7 separate regions of the Sus scrofa genome follow, and regions 1, 2, 3, 4, 5 and 7 are each linked to region 6. The links are chromatin contacts, called in public Hi-C, HiChIP or PLAC-seq and promoter capture Hi-C maps. All regions are on one chromosome and are shown on one strand. The core of a region is the stretch at or near the end of the contact, and the rest is flanking DNA. Distances in the headings are between cores, read along the strand shown. Region 1 holds the start of ANP32E (acidic leucine-rich nuclear phosphoprotein 32 family member E). Region 2 holds the start of PRPF3 (pre-mRNA processing factor 3). Region 3 holds the start of LOC102162202 (histone H2B type 2-E). Region 4 has its middle 23 kb from the start of ANP32E. Region 5 holds the start of LOC110255273 (histone H2B type 2-F). Region 6 holds the start of VPS45 (vacuolar protein sorting 45 homolog). Region 7 holds the start of MRPS21 (28S ribosomal protein S21, mitochondrial).

Region 1 (2,700 bases), core at 65-2,564, 160 kb before region 6:
CTGTATTCAAGCAAGCAAACAAACAAAATAGACCAACTCCAAATACTCACTCTCCCCCCACCCCCACTTATACCAAAAGTAAAATACCCCATTTTATACCAAAAACTCTCCCTTTCCCCCTTTGTTTTCATCCTCACAAAATTTCCTTTTCAGGGAATTCAAAGGAAACACTTGGCAAGGAAAAGGCAATCACTATTTCGTTTTCCTTTAAAGTATTTAGCATGCCAAATACAAAATATTTACATTTTAAATGTAAGCCCCTTTGAGGAGCTGTGTGTCTGTGTGGGAGGAGGGGTGACAGTGGAGTGGTTAGAAGTGTGTTCAGAAACCCTAAGGTCTCTAACATAAGAAAGTGGGAAAATAGCACACACTCAGCGCTGGGCAAGGTAGGAATAATAATTCACCCACTTCCTTCCCCAAATCTTCTGGAATACCTTTGGGTATTTATCCTGAGAAAGGTGTAAGGGAATGGAAAAGACAGAATGTAAGCAAGAACTAAGAAAAGCTAGACTTTCAAGAAAAGAAAAAAAATCACTCTTATCCCGGTTTTATATTCTACATTGACAGACTTTTAAAAGCACATTTAAACTACAGATTTCCATGGAAACCAACCAGAGGGATTTTAGAAAGGAGAGGCATTGCTGCACCATTTCTATGCACACTGATGTCTGATTTTCATTGGGCCAGCATTGTTTTCCCTCCAAGGTCTTAGTGTTTATTACAGTAACAATTACCTCAGCAACCATTCCTCCAGGGCAGATTTATTTAAAGGTGCCTAACTTATTCACCCAACTGTTTTCAAAATCATTTAGTCCTTCATGGTGGAAGTTAAACGACCATCTCTACGCTGCTTTGGTTCTGCACCAGAAGCTTATCTTCAGCAGGACAGTGCCACGAAGGCATGCTTTTTATGTGACGTGCACGTTGCTGTGTACCTTGGCTACAAAACAGGAGTGTGCTTTAAAACCGCCAAGAGCCAGTGGGTGCCATGTGCTGAATTATGTCTTGCAACTTCCGCACGTAAGACGGATGCTTTCTTCCTTCCTTTAACGCTAAGAACAAACAAAACAAAAACAAAAACAAAAAGAAATCCAACAGGCTTCAAAACCGTCCGATCGCCTAGGGAAAGCGCGCCAATCACACAAAGAAAAGGAGGGGGGCTACTGGGATTCAAAATCATCTCCCCGGGATGAACATCTTTCTGGGCCTATCGGAGTTAACTGCGCGCTTGGTCGTAGCCAATAGACACAGCGTTTCTGGTTCAGGTCCGCCCTGAAGACTGATAGACATTTATGTAGCCCAGTGGCATAGTGAGATGCTGAAGAATCAACCAATACATTCGGAAGGTGGGTGGAGTATAGGCCAGGGGGTTGGCGGTGCCGTGTCATGGAGGCTCAGTCTCCGAGCAGCCATTGAAGGGGAAGGAACTGCGGGTGTGTGTATGTGTGTGTGCGCGTGTGAGTGCGCGCGCGAGTGTGTGGACAAGGAGGTGGGGGCAGCCGAGTTAAGAGTCCTAACTCCTTGGACTCCATTTGCTATTCTCTTTTTTCTCCCACACACCTATCTGGTGGTGGTGGGCGTTTAAATTTGCTTTTATTTTCATTCATTTTGAAATCTTTTAAAATTTTAGGGTTGGGGGGTAGTGAGAGGCAGGAAAGGGTAAGGGAGGAGAGTAATAGCAGAAAAGCAGGAGTAGGTCATGGAGATGAAGAAGAGGATTAACCTGGAGTTAAGGGACAGAGCCCCGGAGGAGGTGAGATGACTCAGCCCCCTCCCCTTCCCCACCAGCCCTGTATTCGGAGGATGGGGTTTCGGGGGGTCCGGGTGGGTATGTGGGGAGCAGTAATGAATTAACCCCCATCTTGGGTTAGAGCTGGGGGGAAAGGTTTGATTTTAACTTTTAAATCATTAAAATCTTTTACTTAAAATGGCGAAGGGTTTAAGTTTCTAGGGGCGTTTTTGTGCGTGCTTGGGGGCTTAGCCCCTTTCTCCTCTCTTCGAGTCCGGCGTTTTGGCCTCGTGGGGGCGGGAAGCGGAGTCTTGGGGGCCGCTCCGCCTCTTCGCTCCCCGGGTTCCTCCTTCTTGGGGCCGGCTGCGTGGGCGCGACCCCCCAGTCCCACTCGCTTCTGTCGCAGCCATCGTTGTCTGAGAAGTTAGTTCAACTTTTCTGCAGTACTTCCAACTCTTTTTTTTTTTGGAGAGGGGTGCCCCCGGCCTCGAGGCCCCTGGCCGTCCGACGTCCCGCCGGACGCGGGGCTGGGGTCGCTCGCCGGGTCCGTAGACTGCCGGCTGCCGGCGGCGCCCACTCCCCCGGGAAGCACCGCGCGCCGACCGCCGCCAGGCGGAATCTGGGTCAGCGGCCAGTTTCTCCGGCCGCGGGCAAGTTTTGGGACTCGTCGTAGTGACTGGAGGTGGGGAGGGGACACGAGGCTTTATCCTCTTCTTCCCCCCCGCGGTGTAACGAAATTCGGCGTGTCGTGTCGTGCTGGCGGCGACTCCGACTTTGATCCCTGGAGACGGTTTCAGAGAACTCAACAAATGGGTCGTAGGAGTTTCGTGTTTTAAAGATGGGTTCGGCGAAACTAAATGATGCGCTCTTGCAGCTGTCGCTTTAGTTAAAGAGACGGGGTTGGGAGGGGCCACGTGAGGCGGGGTCGTGGTCAACTTTTCGGGGTCGGGCGGGAGGCGTTTCCGCCTCCT
Region 2 (2,700 bases), core at 47-2,546, 240 kb before region 6:
ACCACAGCTCACGGCAACGCCGGATCCTCAACCCACTGAGCAAGGCCAGGGATCGAACCCACAACCTCATGGTTCCTAGTCGGATTCGTTAACCACTGAGCCACGACAAGAACTCCGGTACAGTCTAATTAACTTCTGCATTCTTGGTAGGTTTATCCTCTATAAGACCTGTTGCTAAACAGTGTATTTAATTTTGGTATAACCATATGAAGCTAGTGAAGTCATGAAACTAGGAGTAAAAGATTTTGTGTCTTACTGACATGTTATATAATAAATCTATGATGGCTCTATTTACCCATCATGAGACAGCACTATAGCTTATCAATTTCAACATGCTAACTGTTCAATGCTCAAAAGAAGGGTATTCAGACAACATAGGGAGTGAAGAAAGAGCTCTTCCATTTACTAACCTTCTGTCAAGCAATTCCTCTGAGCCTCAGTTCATTCATCTTACAAAAGGAGGACAACTGCCATAGCTATCTGGCACTTAATTCATTCAGTAAGTATTTACTGCACAACAACTAAGTGTTAATGTAGTGGGATACTGCCAAGGATACATACAACAGTGAACAAAAGAGACAAGAATCCTCACCTTAGAGGGCTTATATTCCACTAGAACTGAATCATAGATTAGAAAGTTTAAGCCGTTTGAAAATCCAAAGCAATAAACGGGGTACCACTCTATAAACGAACCGTATGCCCAAGCACTATACTTATGTACTCAATTTCAACCCATTCCCTCCATAATATAACGTGCAGACTAAACAGTCAGTGGGCAAAAATCAAACTTCCAAATAGTAACTAGCTTTGTCATTAATCAGACGTTCAACAATAACTGCGTGGGGCGGGGTGGGGGTGGTTACGGTGTGGAGGGAGAGAGAGGAAGGCAGAATGATCTCAATGAGCAGGTAGCAGAATCTAATCTTCTGAAGGAATTCCTTACTTCGTGCTCTTCTTTGCTACAAGTCGAATTTCCTCCCTTAAACCCTATCCTTTGCTTTTTGCTCTCTCCATCTCTCTGACCGGACCCTTTCCCCACCTTGTTCTACCCAAACTCATCTCAGAGGTAGTCTCCTCACCCTGTCCCTTTCCCGCCCCCGCCCTTTTCCTCTCAACAATCTCATTCCAACCCGTTCTCGCACAGAACCTGGTTCTTTCCTCAGCCTCCTTTCTGTTGAACCTCCCGCCTCGGTCCTCCCTTTGGACTGAAACTTAGCCCCAGCCGCTAGGACCCGAGCATACCCTCTCTGGGCCCGGGGCCACTACTCACCTCACAAACTTCAGCCCCTGAGACGGAGCCCGAACGTTACACCGGAACCGGAAACCCTCCGACCGCCCTACGGCCTGCCGTCGCTACCGCCACGGCTGCTGCCTCGCCACGGTCCCACAACTTGTGACGAAAGAGGGCGGGGCCCCGGTTCGCGCAGCCGTAGTAGCTACTTTTCCGCGGCGGAGCGCATGCGTGGCGGAGCCGTAACGATTTCCCCCGGCAAGCTACTTGGCTCCTTCGGTTCCCCGTGCTAAACCTGTTAACTACATTAGCGCAAAATTAATGTTACCTGAAGCATAAATTGAGCTGCTTGTAGTATTCCCGTGGAGAATAAGTGCGCTAAGGCTATGGCTAGAACTAAAAGCAGAGCTTCTGCGTTTGGGCTAAACCTGGACTTTCTGGTAGGAAGTAAACTTCAGAGTAGTGATCGTTAGTATTAACCACTCTCTCCTTAGCCTTTGTCCTTAACAGTGGTGCCAAGAGACCCAGAAAACCGACTAGTGTGGGAGGAGTCTGAAGATAGTACCCTCTCACACACCTTTGTTTCTTTCTTCCATTCATTCGCAAAACAAATAATTGCTGGCAGTCTAGTACTTTTTAGGCCCCACCTGCAGCATATATAAATTCGGGTTAGGGGTTGAATCAGAGCTGCAGCTTCTGGCCTATGCCACAGCCACGCAGAATCAGAGCTAGGACTGTGACCTACACCACAGCTCAGGGCAACACTGGCTCCTTAATCCACTGGGCAAGGCCAGGGATGGAACCTGTGTTCTCATGGATACTAGTGGGGTTCTTTACTCGCTGAGCCAGGACAGGAATTCCTAATCAACCATTTTGGTCCTCAACTAATCCTTACCTAACAAGCACCTTTACTTCTTGCCAGCTCCAATTATAATTCTTTTCTTTTTTTTTCTTCCTTTTTACGGCCTAACTTGCAGAATACAGAAGTTGCTGGTCTAGAGGTTGAATCGGAGCTGCACCTGCTGGTCTGTGCCACAGCCACAGCCACACTGGATCTGAGCCGCACCTGTGTTCTACACTGCAGCTTGCTGCAACACTGGATCCTTAACCCACTGAGCAAGGCCAGTTTGATGTGGGATCAAACCCACATCCTCGTGGATACTAGTTCTTAACCCCAATTATAATTCCTCCAATTATAATTTTTAATAAACAACTTATTTAACTACCTGTAAGCTTGTAAGCCTCCCCAATTTTGTAGTCCAGCAGAACACGATTCAAGTGCTTCTTAAACCTGTGTCTCCCTCAGTAAAGAACTTATATAAAGCTAAACTCATGAAGTTCCCACTGTGGCCCAACAGGATCACAGCATCTCTGCAGTGTTGGGATGCAAGTTTGATCCCTGGCCTGGCACAGTGGGTTAAGGACCTGGTGTTAGGCTGCAGTTGGCCCAGGAACTCCATGGCTTTCCA
Region 3 (2,700 bases), core at 41-2,540, 180 kb after region 6:
CTTCCGAGAGCCTCAGGACCTGTTATCCCCATCCCCGCCGCGAAGGCGCCTCCTCACTCCCCCCACTCCCCTTCCAAAGACGGTGGGCTCAAGCCAAAACCCACGTCCGCTACGCTCCCGAAAACCGTCTTTATCCCCTAACCGACTGGGGTGTACGGGGCGTGCGCGTGTGCGAGGGAACGTCCCCTTGGTGCTAGACCTCAGGTGTTGGGCAGAGGCTTGGGAAGTAACTGCAGTTGCTCACCGGGCATCCGACTTCGAGATAGAGCGTCGCGGCCGCCTGGTACTGCTTACTTTCAGCAGCCGAGTCGACCCTGGCTCGCCCAAGCAAGGTTTGCTACCTCTACCTGCGTTAATTAGATCCTAGGATTTGCCACACTCCCACCCGCACCCGCTTCCCAGCAAAATAACGGCTAAAGCACCTAGTTCCAGAGGCGAGTGAGGAACGGCAGGGAGTAGAGGGCAAACGGCACTCCCTCCGCCCACCTCCGTGCTTACTACCAAGGGTGGAGTTAAGGAGAAAGCTGGCTAGTGTAACAACTCTTTTTTTTATTTGAAAGAGTGGGTGGCTCTGAAAAGAGCCTTTGATTTCACAGGTGCCCCTTCCGGACGGGGCTGGGTGGGCTTCCGGATGCCGGCCTCACTTGCCCTTTGCCTTGTGGTGGCTCTCCGTCTTCTTGGGGAGCAACACGGCCTGGATGTTGGGCAAGACGCCGCCCTGGGCGATGGTGACTTTGCCCAACAGCTTGTTCAGCTCCTCGTCGTTGCGGATAGCCAGCTGCAAGTGGCGGGGGATGATGCGCGTCTTCTTGTTGTCTCGCGCCGCGTTGCCCGCCAGCTCCAGGATTTCCGCGGTCAGGTACTCCAGCACCGCCGCCATGTAGACGGGCGCGCCGGCCCCCACCCGCTCGGCATAGTTGCCTTTGCGCAGCAAGCGGTGCACCCGCCCTACGGGGAACTGCAGACCTGCGCGGGACGAACGGGACTTGGCCTTTGCGCGGGCCTTGCCTCCCTGTTTGCCACGACCAGACATGACAACGACACTCACTGCAACCGGCTCCCGCTTAGGTGACCGAGAAAGTCGCCCTAAACGGCCCCGCTTCACCTTTTTATAGGCAGAGCGGCGATTGGCTACGGAGCACGTTGATTGGCTAGAGCACATCTGTGTCCCGGTGGCCAATAGGATAGCGCAACCAGAATCCACTCATTTACATAACCTCGTCTCCCCTCGCAGCAGAGCCACTGAAAACTCGCGAATCGCAACGCGGCGGAACCCAAGCCTTCATTTGCGTACGGCCTCTATAAGTACCGAGTCGCTTCCGGTAGCCTCCGTGTAGTTGTTGCCTTTGCGTTCCCGGTTGTCCTTTGCAGCTGGTGTCTGCCGTTATGCCTGAGCCCGCCAAGTCCGCCCCGGCGCCCAAGAAGGGCTCGAAGAAAGCCGTCACCAAAGCCCAGAAGAAGGACGGCAAGAAGCGGAAGCGCAGCCGCAAGGAGAGCTATTCCATCTACGTGTACAAGGTGCTGAAGCAGGTGCACCCGGACACGGGCATCTCGTCCAAGGCCATGGGCATCATGAACTCCTTCGTCAACGACATCTTCGAGCGCATCGCGGGCGAAGCGTCCCGCCTGGCTCATTACAACAAGCGCTCGACCATCACGTCCCGGGAGATCCAGACGGCCGTGCGCCTGCTGCTGCCCGGCGAGCTGGCCAAGCACGCCGTGTCCGAGGGCACCAAGGCGGTCACCAAGTACACCAGCTCCAAGTGAGTCCCTGCCGGGATAGTGGCGCTCGCCCGATCGCCGGGTCGCTTGACTCCAAAAGGCTCTTTTCAGAGCCACCCATCTTCTCAATGGAAGAAGCTGTCATCTTGTTTTCGTTTTCATAAGCTGTTCTTTTTGTGCCACGTATAACTTATTGAAGATCTGCGTTTCCCTTCTCATGAATGACCAGCATAGGTCCAAATTTTACAGATAGGTTGAGATCTAGCTAGAGTAAGTGTTCATTCATTTACAGGCAACTTGCTTTTCATCACAGTGAAAAGGTGAGAGATGGGTGGTAATGAATTTTGAGAAAGAATAGTTAACCAGTGTTTACCTTGTAGCTGTTAGATTTGGTCAGTACTTTGTAAAAGCATTTTTGAGTTCAGGAAACCAGATGTAATGTTATTGTAAAAATACAAAGCAATGCTAGAGACCATGCCCCAGCGCTTACAGAAAACCTATAGTGCACTTGGTTATATTGATTCCGTATGTTGACTGAAAACAAACAAAAACCCCATAACTTGAAAGCTGAGAATTATGTTTTATTTGGCATCCTTGCTGAGGACTTAATCTCAGTAGACAGCCGGGAGATAGATTGCTCAAGGGGGAGCCAAGACATATAGGAGTTTTGCAAAAACAAACCAGGTAGTTGAACAAAAGACTAATAATTAAAAAAAGAAAAATCAAGAGTTTAGCACTTTTCTTTGTATGGGAATATACAAGAGTAGGCTGATTGAAATTATTCCTTTGGTATGCACCTTAACTATCTAGGGCCAGTATTCTATTTTTCTCCATCCTGATTCCCCTCAGGGTGCACAGTTGAGTGGCTGCAGTGACTAAGGCCTTGATGGCCACAACATGTTTTATTGACATGGCAGTCAGCATTTTTCACCCACACGGTGGTTGAAGTAATTTTTAGTCTACACACACTTCTTAACT
Region 4 (2,753 bases), core at 124-2,623, 140 kb before region 6:
TGGGAATAATTCAGAGTTAAGAACAAATTCATTTCTGCACTAAAGATTTATTATTGCAGGAAACGAGTGATATCTTCCTGAGTAGAATTCTAGGTGAGACATTCCCACCGTGGTGCAGTGGGTTAAGAATCCAACAGCAGCAGAAGCCCAGGTTGCTGCAGAGCTCAGGATTGGTTTCCCCAGCCCTATGCAGTGGATTAAAGGATTCCAAGTTGCAAGGTATAGGTTGTACCTGTGGCTTGGATTCAATCCTTGGCCCAGGAACTTCTGTATGCTGTGGATGTGGCCATAAAATTAAAAAAAAAAAAAAATTCCAGGTGAGGGGTCTTATTTTAACCTAAGCTATCTATGGGATATGAGGAGGGAAATTTCCTTTTTAAGTTGCCTTTTACGTATTTGGCATTTTATCCCTATGCAGTACTGCTTGATTCCCCAATGCCAAGCTTCCTGGGCTGTAGGAGTCAGTTCATGATGGATCAGAACCGTGAAACTCAGCCCCATCCATCTTGCCTTTACTCCATCCTTTTCTCATTTCAAGGATTCCAGCTTTAAGGCTGAGTGTCTCTAAGGCCTTGTTTCCCGTCATGCTCTTCTGAGGTGAATCAACCAAATCTTATCTGTACTTCAGATTTTTTTTTTTTTAAGGGCCGCACCGCGGCATATGGAGGTTTCCAAGGCTAGGGGTCGAATCAGAGTTGTAGTGGCAGGCCTACGCCACAGCCACTCCAGATCCAGGCCCCATTTGCGACCTGCACCACAGTTCACAGCAAGGCAGGATCCTTAGCCCACTGAGTGAGGGCAGGGATACAACTGGGCTCCTCATGGATCCAAGTTGCGTTCCTTAACTGGATGCGTTAACCGCTGAGCCACGATGGGAACTCCTGTACTTAAAACTCTTGACAGCAGCCTTGAATAAATACAGCGGGAGATTTTACTTAAATACTTAAAATGAAATAAAGTCCTCTTTTAGAATAAGTCTTTGAGGTATCTGTCTTAGTCCTATGCGACACTTGCTTCTTTAAATTTTTACCTTAATTTCCCTCATCCTCAACCACTCTTTCTACGGGACTGTTTTTACAACAAGGCGCCCTCCAGCGACTTCTGGAATCTCAAGCAGTAGCAATTGTACCTGAGCGTGTTGGGGACAGCGCAACTGGACTTGAAATTACAGAAATAACACTCTAGTTACGGAGCGTGCCCTTAATCTGATTAGCGGAACACACCGCAGAAAGTTCTGATTACACCAGATTCTCAGGTTCAAGAGCGGAGCCGAAAAGCCGGGAAATTGAAAAGAGGTCAGAACACGGGAGGAACCGGGGCTACCCGAACAGCTCGGCAAGGGCGCTTTCCCGAACGCCTCGGATTGGGCCAGAAATGCCGCATCCAGATCACGTGGCCCCTCCTCGCCTCTAGATAAACCCGAGCCCGTGCGCGCTCTCAGCTTCAAGTTAGCGAGCTGCGCATGCGCGGGGTGTGGCGCCAAAGGTCTCAGTGAACGGTTTCCTTTTCCTCCTCCTGCGTCTGCTCGCGGATATGGACTGAAACTCGCGGGTCTGTCCCTTGGGACCTTACTTTTCTTCAGTTACTTACGTTTTACAGTCTTCGCTTTACGGTTTACGGAGCTTCTAATTTTCAAATATTGAATGATTTTTAGCCCCACATTTACGAGTATCGCCCTATTTAACGACTATAAACTGAGGTGTGTTATGTACATTTTCAACATCTCTTAAGGCGGAAATGCGATTGGAGGCCACTTTCCCTCTCTCTTGTTTGTGCCATTCTGACCCAAGTGTGCACTTTGGTGACCTTTGTTAGGTAACCTCTGCTTCTTGTCCCTAGGAACTAGCCTGGTCTGCTGTTCTATTCCAGTTTTTCCTATCTTAAAGCAGGAAATCTGGATTGATCTGAGCCTTAATAGTTCAGTCAAGTCGGTACCTAAAGACAATCAGATCTGCAAAATATTAGAGCACCCAACTAACCAGAGGGAGTTCCCGTCGTGGCTCAGTGGTTAACGAATCTGACTAGGAACCATGAAGTTGCGGGTTGGACCCCTGGCCTTGCTCAGTGGGTTAAGGATCTGGCGTTGCCATGAGCTGTGGTGTAGGTTGCAGACGTGGCTCGGATCCCGTGTTGCTGTGGCTCTGGGTAGGCTGTGGCTACAGCTCTGATTAGTCCCCTAGGCTTGGAACTTCCATATGCCGCGGGTGCGGCCCTAAAAGGACAAAAGACAAAAAAAAAAAAAAAAAAAAAAATATATATATATATATATATATATATATATATATATATACTTTTTATTGGAATCAGTAAGTCACCTTTCAGAGACTATTTGCTTCAGTTTGTCTTGTACACCAGAATGGTTTCTTTGGAGCTGTGGAAGGTGAAGGCAATTGAATTCTTGTGTACACAATTTTTATAAAACTGTTAAAGAGTGGGTTCATGTTTCTATAGAATTAGCAACTATAAATCTTCAACTTCAGTAAAACTAATACCAATGGATTTTGAGACATTTTAAATGGCTTTTACAAAACAGCCACAAAATTGGGTAAAACAAAGGCCATCTTTGTTTAAAATAAGAATGAGCACATACTCGAGTTTTTAGAAGCCAAGATTTTGTGTTGTCAGGTAACAGCATTCCTCAGAAAGGGATTTTCCTTTTGTCAGAAGTAAATATTTAGGCTTAAAGTTTTTTTTAATTTTTTTTCTCCTTATGCTGAGGGATTGTGTGTATTTTCAGCATTGTTTTGTCACAG
Region 5 (2,700 bases), core at 187-2,686, 210 kb after region 6:
TTGGGCCTTTGTTCTCAGGTTTGAGTTTTTCTGTGGTTTGGATGCAATAGTGTTTTTTCAATCAAAGAAGCATGCGATTAAAAGTCTTTATATTAATTATTACAATTTTAAGCATTGGTAACCTTACATAACTGTGGTATTATTACATGCAATTTTCCCAAGCAATTCTTCAAAGCATATGAAATAACTAAAAGGAAAAAGATCTTCAATTTCCTTATAAAGAATAGAAAAGATAAGAAATGTTAAGAATTAGAAAACACTTTATAGAAGAAAATATGCTAGCAACTCAGTAATCAACAAATAATTTATTTGTTTTGACACTTTATTTGAACTTTTAATCTGACTGATAGGCAACTTGACTTTAAAACTATTCACCAGTGTAAAGGAGAAACTAATATTTCTGGTCTTGTGTTCCCTTTAATGCAGCAGGTTAAGGATCTGGTGGTGTCACTGCAGTGGCTGGGGGATCTCATGGCCAAATAAATAAATAAATATTTCTGATCTTACTTTCCCTTACTTAGAAGCGTTTCCTCTATAGGACCTAATTAGCCATTGATGGATTGAGAAGGAGGAAACCGCCTTCCAGGGGAAAATGACAAAAGAAAGGCGGAGAGCTCTACTCTGTAAATTGGTACTGGCCAGCACACAACTTTGGCGAAGTTCTGAATCAGGTAAACGTAAAGTTAAATATGTTTTCTTCAATTGAATATTGTTTTGTCGAACCGCAGTCATAATGTAATACATCTAGTGCGCTTAGCTCAGTGTCAGGAGCTAAATAAATGTTAACTATGGGAGAAGAAATGGAAATGCGGCTGAAACCTAGGGCATGCGTGTATTTCAAAGGAATCGATTAAAATATAAATCCCAAATGTGCAAAAACACTTTATAAGTTGCTGTTTTAAAAGTTACAGCAATTTCAAGAAATGGCCTAAAAAAGAAAATATCTGTGATCGATAAGGTTATAGAAAAGTACGGAGGTAATAAGGAGATTAGCATAACAAGCTTTGCCCAGGATTGAATTCTAGCCAATGAGATAAGAATTCCGGAAATTCCTTATTTTTCTGGCCCAATCAAGATGAGGCTATGTCTATAAATAGGACTGCCTCAGGGTAGGTAAATGAAACCAGTGAGATATTATGGCGCGTACTAAACAGACCGCCCGCAAATCGACCGGGGGCAAGGCCCCGCGGAAGCAGCTGGCCACCAAGGCGGCCCGCAAGAGCGCGCCGGCCACCGGCGGCGTGAAGAAGCCCCACCGCTACCGGCCGGGCACCGTGGCCCTGCGGGAGATCCGGCGCTACCAGAAGTCGACCGAGCTGCTGATCCGCAAGCTGCCCTTCCAGCGCCTGGTGCGCGAGATCGCGCAGGACTTCAAGACGGACCTGCGCTTCCAGAGCTCGGCCGTGATGGCGCTGCAGGAGGCGAGCGAGGCCTACCTGGTGGGGCTGTTTGAAGACACGAACCTGTGTGCCATCCACGCCAAGCGCGTGACCATCATGCCCAAAGACATCCAGCTGGCCCGCCGCATCCGCGGGGAGCGGGCTTAAGGCATTTTTTTTTTACGTAGACTATCTTAAAGGCTCTTTTCAGAGCCACTCACCTTTTCAAAAGGAGCAGTTGTACCACCTCTCAGCCATGTCGGTGGGCTCGTTATGCACAGGTGTTAAGGGTAAAGGGGATCAAGTAATCTTGTATGTGTTGGTGAGGTTACAGAATTAAAGCCGACAGACGCCAGAGGGAGCATCAGGCAAAATCTAGGTCGTCATGGCCAAGTGCTGACGTGATTTCTGAAGTCCAGAGGGCTAAGCTTGCTGCTTACGTGGGAAAACTGCAAGAGGATAGTCTGCTCTACGCAGTTTTTGCTTTATTTTTTTGGAACGCCTTTCAAGCTGCTAGTTAAAAATGTTAGCACAAGTTTGAATACAGAAATTGACAGTAGAAGGCCGGTATTATAACTGGGGGGATCTGGGATCTGGGTTTTCAGATCGACAGCAGTTCTAGGTCTAGGCTGGATGTCAAACACCCGGTAGTTTCCTGGCGTTTCAACTGATAAAAAAGGGCAAGAGACAGTGCTGAGTCCCGAGGTGTCTTCCTCACTGCGTTAAGACAGGAGGCGCAAAAGGTAAAAATAAATATTTAAGTGGGCTGAGGTTTGGTTGCAAAAATCAAAATCAGACTTCCACAAGTGGTATAGCGGAGTAATACGATGCAAAAATAAAATTTAACTTTCCCTTAGCTGGCGCTTCAGATCTCTACGTATACAAGTCAACCAGTAAAAGTTAAAATCAACAAAACAGGTGAAACTACACTTTACATATTTACTGGTTAGTGTGAAATAGAACATTTTGATTGGTTAACAAGACTTTTGTTCTAAGGACCACTAAGGAAGCGAGACCGAACCTTATTTACATGGACTCCACCCTTCTATGACGGCACTGTTGGATATTAACCAATAAACACGCAGTACTGAGTTAGTCTTCATTTGCATACAGGCTCTATAAGTAGCGCGTAACCGACCAGCTTGGATGTAGTCAGCATCATTTTTGTGGGCGCGTGGGCTTTCTTCGTGCAGAAATGCCGGATCCAGCAAAATCTGCTCCTGCTCCTAAAAAAGGGTCTAAAAAGGCTGTAACAAAAGTGCAGAAGAAGGATGGCAAAAAGCGCAAGCGAAGCCGCAAGGAAAGTTACTCTGTGTATGTA
Region 6 (2,700 bases), core at 21-2,520:
CTGCAGCCACTAAGTATGTAAGATTCAACAGCATTTTTGTTTAGTGGCATATGTATGGTGGTTAATCCAGAAATAAAGTGATCTGGGTCTCTGTTAAGGTAGTTAGTGACTTTGGAAGTAGCTGAGAACCTAAAAGACATCTGGCTGTAAGGAATGTGGAAAGGAGAGAGTCATGGTTATAATTCTGATAAACCAGGATAATTATGATGCCACAAATGATGATAATACAAATTTATTTTGCCTTCATAATACTTTCAGATGATAGTGTGCTGGTATTTGCCTAGCCAGATGGCAGCTCAGTTTATGTAGTACCTTCGTAGGTCGAAGAAAACAAATTGCCTTGAGGTGTTTCATGATCTCTCGATTTTGAGAATCAATGCGTTCAAAAAGGTACACTTCCTTCTGGAGAATTTCCGATTGTGTGTATACCATACTCACGATGCCAGTCTGTAAAGAAAAAGAATTAACTAATATTTTGCTAGTCCAGGATAATAAAAACAAGCAGCAATACCTAAGACTTAAATTTTTTTTTCATTTAATACTTACTTGGATAACTTAAATACTAACATATGTAATAACATTTACAGAGCATCTAAAATCATAAGTAATGTACCAAAATGAAGTGCTCTCTCTGAACACGGACGACCCATAAATTTCCAAATAAAAAATTTCCCATCACCCTAAAGAGTTTAAAAAAATCTGTGACCAACAAATAATAACCTGTCATCTAAGTTTGAGTACTAACAGCTTTCCTCTAAAAACACAACAGTGAGTGGAAATAACAGGATCATTCCAAAGTCTTCCAAGTGCTCTCTCTCATATATTATTTCTTGGCAGAGGCATTTAGGAAAGGATTTCTGATTCCAATAAATTGTTCTGAGTATAAGAAGAATCTCTGGCAGTGGTTAGAGCCATTCAGACCGAAAACCTTCTAAGCAAGGTTTATGCAACCTTTCAGTTCCACACTGAACTGACCCTGACTTACAAATCTTTAATTAAATACTAAATCCTACAGTGGAATGGGACCAGCTATTAAAAAGGAGGGAGGCTTCTTTCACAAATACTGAGCAAAAGCAAACTCACCGTCTCCTTATCCATGAGAAGTACTTTCATACCCGGTCCGCTGTCCTCTATCATTTTGGAAATGTACTGCTTCACAGCAAAAACTACGTTCATGGTGGCGAATTGACAGGTTAGCCCTATAGCCCTTCCCGCCCCCCTTTTTTCTTGCTAGATTAACCCCCCGCCTCTTGGCCGGGTCTCTGCGGCTTCCTCCCAGTCCGGCTTTGGCTTCCGGAAGTCCGGGCAGCAGAGGTCCTGGGAGTTGTAGTTCCGCTACGCGGTCCCAAGGACCCAGCCTCCTCGCTGGATGGAAGAATTTGCCTGAGACACCCTGAGCCGCCCGGCCCGGACGTGATTCTCGACACACCTCCCGCCCGGAGGTGTTTAAAGCCCGGGCTCTCAGGCCTCTCCCGGCCCTGGGCCCGGGGTGCCCCGGCGGTGGCCTGACGCCCCTCCTGCCTGCTTGGGGAGAGGGTGGCGCCTCGCGGTGTAGAGGAACTTGGCATAGGGCTGGCTCGGAGGCAAGAATAGCAGAACGTGGCCGAGGTCGCTATTTGCCATTAACGCTTTCTTGGGTGGCAGTGAAGGATGGAAAGAAGGGAGGTGGCCTTAGGCTCCAGGCGGATGCTCGGGACTCGGAGGGAAGGCATTTGGTAAATCGCACGCCGCGTTTGCCAAATAGTGGCCGAGGTTAACATTTCCCGACTTCTTTGGGTCCTTAACAAGGTGAGGACACAGCCCTGATAAGTGAGACCTGAACCGGTTTTCCAAAGGCTGAGGGGCATCGGAAATTGAGTTGATGTTGTTGAGGAAATGAACAAAGGGAACGCCCTTTAGGGATGTTCTGGGAGCCGCCTCGGTTCGCCCAGAAGGGCCCGGAGCTGAGGTCTGTGGCCGGAATTCGCAGGCCGTGGATCCCCCGGAGCCCAAAGCCACCCAGTTTTCGGCCCCTTGGACGATTGGACTCCGGGGTTTTCAGCTCGCGCGGGGTGCTGTGGACCTGCGACGCTGAAACTGCGGGCAGGAGCGGAGTTAACAGGGTCAAAAATGGGTAGGGGGCATGTATTTGGTGTGGCTAAAGTAAACTAGCGTGGGGATTTTAAGAAAAAACTCAAGATTTTGATTTAAGAAACGACAAAAACGTAGCAACAAGATGAATCTTAAAGCCATCAACTTCCGAATGTTTGCATTTGTGTTTATACCCCTCAGGTTTTCTCATCATACTATTTCTCGAAAAGGAGGGTAAAAGTTAATGTTCCTCACCATTTCCTTGGGGAATTATAAAATCAGGAACAAGAAACAATTGCAAGGAATCAGACTATAGTTGCCAGTAAATATAAGGAGTTTTGTCTTTATCATAAAAGCACACGCACACACACAAAGTGACCAGTATTTGTTGGGGGGTCATAGTTTTAATTAATAGGTTCAACATTAACAAATCAATATTCTTTAAAAAAAATCATTGGTGAATAAATTTATTTACTGACTTTTATTTATTTTTGGCTGTGCCCCGGGCATATTAAAGTTTCTGGGCCAGGTATACAACCGGGCCACAGCTAGATCCTTAACCTGCTGCACCACAAAAGAACTCCACCAAATCAATATTCTTTCATTATAGCATATGAAGTATATACAATT
Region 7 (2,700 bases), core at 117-2,616, 220 kb before region 6:
TTTCCATCTCTTGCTTGCTTCTCTAAGATCCCAAATCTGAGTTCATGTTTCCCATTGGCCTTGTCCCACACCAATCCCTCGATCAGCTTTTAATATGTCATGTACTACCTTCCCCCTTACTAGCAACTTTCTAACTTGATTTTCCCTTTGGGTTTTTTTAAAATCTTGGATAGAATGCAGGTTCGTCATCAAAGATATGACTGCTGATGAATAACCTTCATACAGTTAAATTTGGGGAATAACTTCATTTTTAAGATAGAAAAATGAGGGGCTGAGAAGTTTCAAGTCTGTGAACACCTCAACTGGCACTAGTTTGAGACAACCTATGCCAGGGGAAGAGACAAAACAACCACCCTTCTCAAGAGAGTTGGTCTAGCCATGATTCTGGTCCCTTGGCAGTTACCTGTTTAGGGTCCTGTATGCACCTTCCACGTTCCCTTCCTGTACCATCACAGTCCTGGCAATGAACTTCAGATGATTTGCCATGACCTTGGATTTAAGTCGTTACTCTGCAGGACCTAAAGTATGATGGCGAAAGAAGTAAACTATAGAGATCAGGTAAGAAAGAGAAACACAACAGAATACAAAACCACGTGGCTTATTTATGGGTCTGGAAATGCATCGGGCTCTGGAATATGCGAGACAGGGTCAAGTCCTCATATTCTAGAAAGTACACGCGACTCCCTCATTCTCCTTGCCAATACAAACCCTACCATAGCGATGAAAAGAGACGGTAGCTGGCCGTCCTCACAGAAATTTACTTGCCTAGACAAGGGCCAACTGGGACACTTTGCAGGCGTTCCCCTCCCCCCTAATTACCGCTCACGGTCACAGGACGGTTTGGGGTAGGAGTTGGGAAGGGAGTCCTTCTTGGTGTTTAGGAACGAGGCCAACTGCGCCCTCCCGCCCCAATCTCCTCACTTCCCCCAAACCCAGGACGAAGCCCTCGCTCCTCAGCGCCCCGCCGACGCGAAGCCCGCCTCAAGCGGAAGCGGAAGTTACGTAATCCCCAGCGCCGCGCGCAGACAAGAGGACCCACCCGAGAGAGGAGCTAAGTGGAAACTGTGGAAACCGTGGCAACATTCCTTTTGGCCTGGATCGAAGGTTTCTTCACTCCCCCGGCTCATCGTCAACCCCCGGGCTTGAACTCAACACCTGGCAAAGCAAAATACTTGCCTTAAATTCCCCTCAAACAGCTTCTTCCGTCTTCTCTTGGAGTCGCCGTCCTTCGGCCTCTGAGGTCAGCCTGATTTCCGTACCCCTTAATCCTATTAAATCTTAAATAGATATCTAATCCTTTTCTTTTTCTGGAAGGAAAATGAGAGAAACAGGCGAAGCTTCCTGAGCATGCTTCCTGTTTTCTCTTCGCAAAGGACACAAATTCATTGAGGTCTGTCCTCCGGATGAAAAACAGCTTTACACCCCTTATCTGCCTGAAAACTTAGGAACAGAAAGGAAATGAACATACTCTGAGTTTCCTATAATAGCACCTTCCCAGCCATTTCACTAAATAAAGTGAAATCACTGAAGGAAGAATTGGGAAACATCTGCAGGATTTAGAATCAAAGACTATTTTATGTCAGCTTCTATCCCATTTGTCTCCAAGTGAAACTTAGAAATATCTCTTTTTTAACTTCCTCGTCACTGTGGAAAAAGCTTTCCTTTTATTTTATTCGTATGTTACTTCTACACATATGTCCATCCATTAATGGTTATTCACATAAATTCGAATCTACCGGAAGTGGCTACTGGAAAACAGTAGGGAAAGTCTCAAAAGAAGAAAGCAGGTTCTCAACCAGGTACTTGCGTAATAAGGTTCTTTGAGTACCTCCCCTAAAACACAGGCACATACACACACAGATGTATTCTCGTCAATTATGCTAATAGAATTCACACAGAAACTGAAGCCTGCTTTAGAATAAGCCAGGTTCAAAGTACCAAAATAGAGCTAGGTTAGGACATGACTATGCTCATCAGCAAGCTTTTATTGAAAGCCTAGTTTGTATCAGGAACTGTTGATAATATTTCAGTGTGTCTCAGACTAACAAAGCACAGTAAGTAGGTGTAAAAGATAAATAGTAAAACAAGGTAGAATATGGTAAATGCAAAACACATTATATAGGCGACAACATAATATGGTGAAAAAGCACTGGATTGGAAGTCAGGAGATCTGGATTCTATCCAAAATCCGATACTCATCAGGCATTTGACTTTGAACAAGTCTCTTAAACCAGAGGTCTGCACAGTACTGCCTACAGGTCAAGTCCAACTCCGCTTTTGTTTTTGTAAATAAAACTTCATTGGGGAGTTCCCTTGGTGGCACAGTGGTTAATGAATCCGACTAGGAACCATGAGGTTGTGGGTTCTATCCCTGGCCTTGCTCAATGGGTTAAGGATCCGGTGTTGCCATGAGCTGTGGTGTAGGTTGCAGACGCGGCTCGGATCCCCCATTGCTGTGGCTCTGGCGTAGGCTGATGGATACAGCTCCGATTCGACCCCTAGCCTGGGAACCTCTATATGCTGCGGGAGCAGCCCTAGAGAAGGCAAAAAAAAAAAAAAAAAAAAAAAACAAGAAAACAAACAAACTTCATTGGAACACAGCTCTACTGTTTGTTTATATATTAGGTATAGCTGCTTTGGGCTACATTGGCAGAGTTGTATAGTTGTAGCAGAGGTGTATGGCCCACAAAGTATATATGG

Evidence for each region. Promoter capture Hi-C pulls out the DNA fragments that hold promoters and counts their contacts. Hi-C and Micro-C count contacts between places; a contact is called where the count stands out from the background. HiChIP or PLAC-seq counts read pairs in DNA pulled down with a chosen protein or histone mark.
Region 1: a contact with region 6 is called in a promoter capture Hi-C map of liver, with 4 times the contacts expected there. The contact joins the promoter of ANP32E here to the promoter of VPS45 in region 6. A contact is called at or near these places in 3 of 5 promoter capture datasets (fetal liver and liver), 3 of 47 Hi-C or Micro-C datasets (liver, retroperitoneal adipose tissue and subcutaneous adipose tissue) and 1 of 2 datasets of contacts at active chromatin or transcription factors (alveolar macrophages).
Region 2: a contact with region 6 is called in a promoter capture Hi-C map of liver, with 5 times the contacts expected there. The contact joins the promoter of PRPF3 here to the promoter of VPS45 in region 6. A contact is called at or near these places in 3 of 5 promoter capture datasets (fetal liver, fetal skeletal muscle and liver), 4 of 47 Hi-C or Micro-C datasets (embryonic fibroblasts, heart right ventricle, skeletal muscle and 1 more) and 2 of 2 datasets of contacts at active chromatin or transcription factors (alveolar macrophages and skeletal muscle).
Region 3: a contact with region 6 is called in an H3K27ac HiChIP or PLAC-seq map of alveolar macrophages. The contact joins the promoter of LOC102162202 here to the promoter of VPS45 in region 6.
Region 4: an H3K27ac HiChIP or PLAC-seq map of alveolar macrophages shows a contact between it and region 6. The contact joins the enhancer-like site here to the promoter of VPS45 in region 6. A contact is called at or near these places in 3 of 5 promoter capture datasets (fetal liver, fetal skeletal muscle and liver), 5 of 47 Hi-C or Micro-C datasets (embryonic fibroblasts, fibroblasts, psoas muscle and 2 more) and 2 of 2 datasets of contacts at active chromatin or transcription factors (alveolar macrophages and skeletal muscle).
Region 5: a contact with region 6 is called in a Hi-C map of retroperitoneal adipose tissue, with 1.9 times the contacts expected there. The contact joins the promoter of LOC110255273 here to the promoter of VPS45 in region 6. A contact is called at or near these places in 3 of 47 Hi-C or Micro-C datasets (embryonic fibroblasts, heart right ventricle and retroperitoneal adipose tissue) and 1 of 2 datasets of contacts at active chromatin or transcription factors (alveolar macrophages).
Region 7: an H3K27ac HiChIP or PLAC-seq map of alveolar macrophages shows a contact between it and region 6. The contact joins the promoter of MRPS21 here to the promoter of VPS45 in region 6. A contact is called at or near these places in 1 of 47 Hi-C or Micro-C datasets (skeletal muscle) and 2 of 2 datasets of contacts at active chromatin or transcription factors (alveolar macrophages and skeletal muscle).

Annotation. Positions count from the first base shown.
Region 1 is chr4:98,847,800-98,850,499 of Sscrofa11.1, forward strand. ANP32E (acidic leucine-rich nuclear phosphoprotein 32 family member E) reads left to right here and starts at 1,315. Exons shown (of 7, transcript XM_021089919.1): 1 at 1,315-1,753. The coding sequence starts at 1,700.
Region 2 is chr4:98,770,335-98,773,034 of Sscrofa11.1, forward strand. PRPF3 (pre-mRNA processing factor 3) reads right to left here and starts at 1,297. Exons shown (of 16, transcript NM_001135965.1): 1 at 1,271-1,297. LOC110260326 (a long non-coding RNA gene) reads left to right here and starts at 1,439. Exons shown (of 2, transcript XR_002343444.1): 1 at 1,439-1,671; 2 at 2,209-2,460.
Region 3 is chr4:99,188,215-99,190,914 of Sscrofa11.1, forward strand. It overlaps LOC102162202 (histone H2B type 2-E), which reads left to right and starts at 1,291. Exons shown (of 1, transcript XM_013997205.2): 1 at 1,291-2,700. The coding sequence starts at 1,387. The coding sequence ends at 1,767. It overlaps LOC100624086 (histone H2A type 2-A-like), which reads right to left and starts at 1,200. Exons shown (of 1, transcript XM_003355215.5): 1 at 530-1,200. The coding sequence starts at 1,162. The coding sequence ends at 641.
Region 4 is chr4:98,871,033-98,873,785 of Sscrofa11.1, forward strand. No RefSeq gene overlaps it. Among named protein-coding and RNA genes, the nearest start is that of ANP32E, 23 kb to the left of the region's middle. Within about 2 kb of position 1,374, at least 75 of the 83 cell types and tissues checked have an H3K27ac peak or open chromatin away from gene starts, as enhancers often do. A contact at or near this core is called in alveolar macrophages, embryonic fibroblasts, fetal liver and 4 more, where this site is marked.
Region 5 is chr4:99,215,301-99,218,000 of Sscrofa11.1, forward strand. It overlaps LOC110255273 (histone H2B type 2-F), which reads left to right and starts at 1,437. Exons shown (of 1, transcript XM_021089927.1): 1 at 1,437-2,700. The coding sequence starts at 2,575.
Region 6 is chr4:99,009,284-99,011,983 of Sscrofa11.1, forward strand. It overlaps VPS45 (vacuolar protein sorting 45 homolog), which reads right to left and starts at 1,271. Exons shown (of 15, transcript NM_001244994.1): 1 at 1,084-1,271; 2 at 313-447. The coding sequence starts at 1,176.
Region 7 is chr4:98,793,857-98,796,556 of Sscrofa11.1, forward strand. MRPS21 (28S ribosomal protein S21, mitochondrial) reads right to left here and starts at 1,367. Exons shown (of 3, transcript XM_013988092.2): 1 at 1,177-1,367; 2 at 404-518. The coding sequence starts at 486.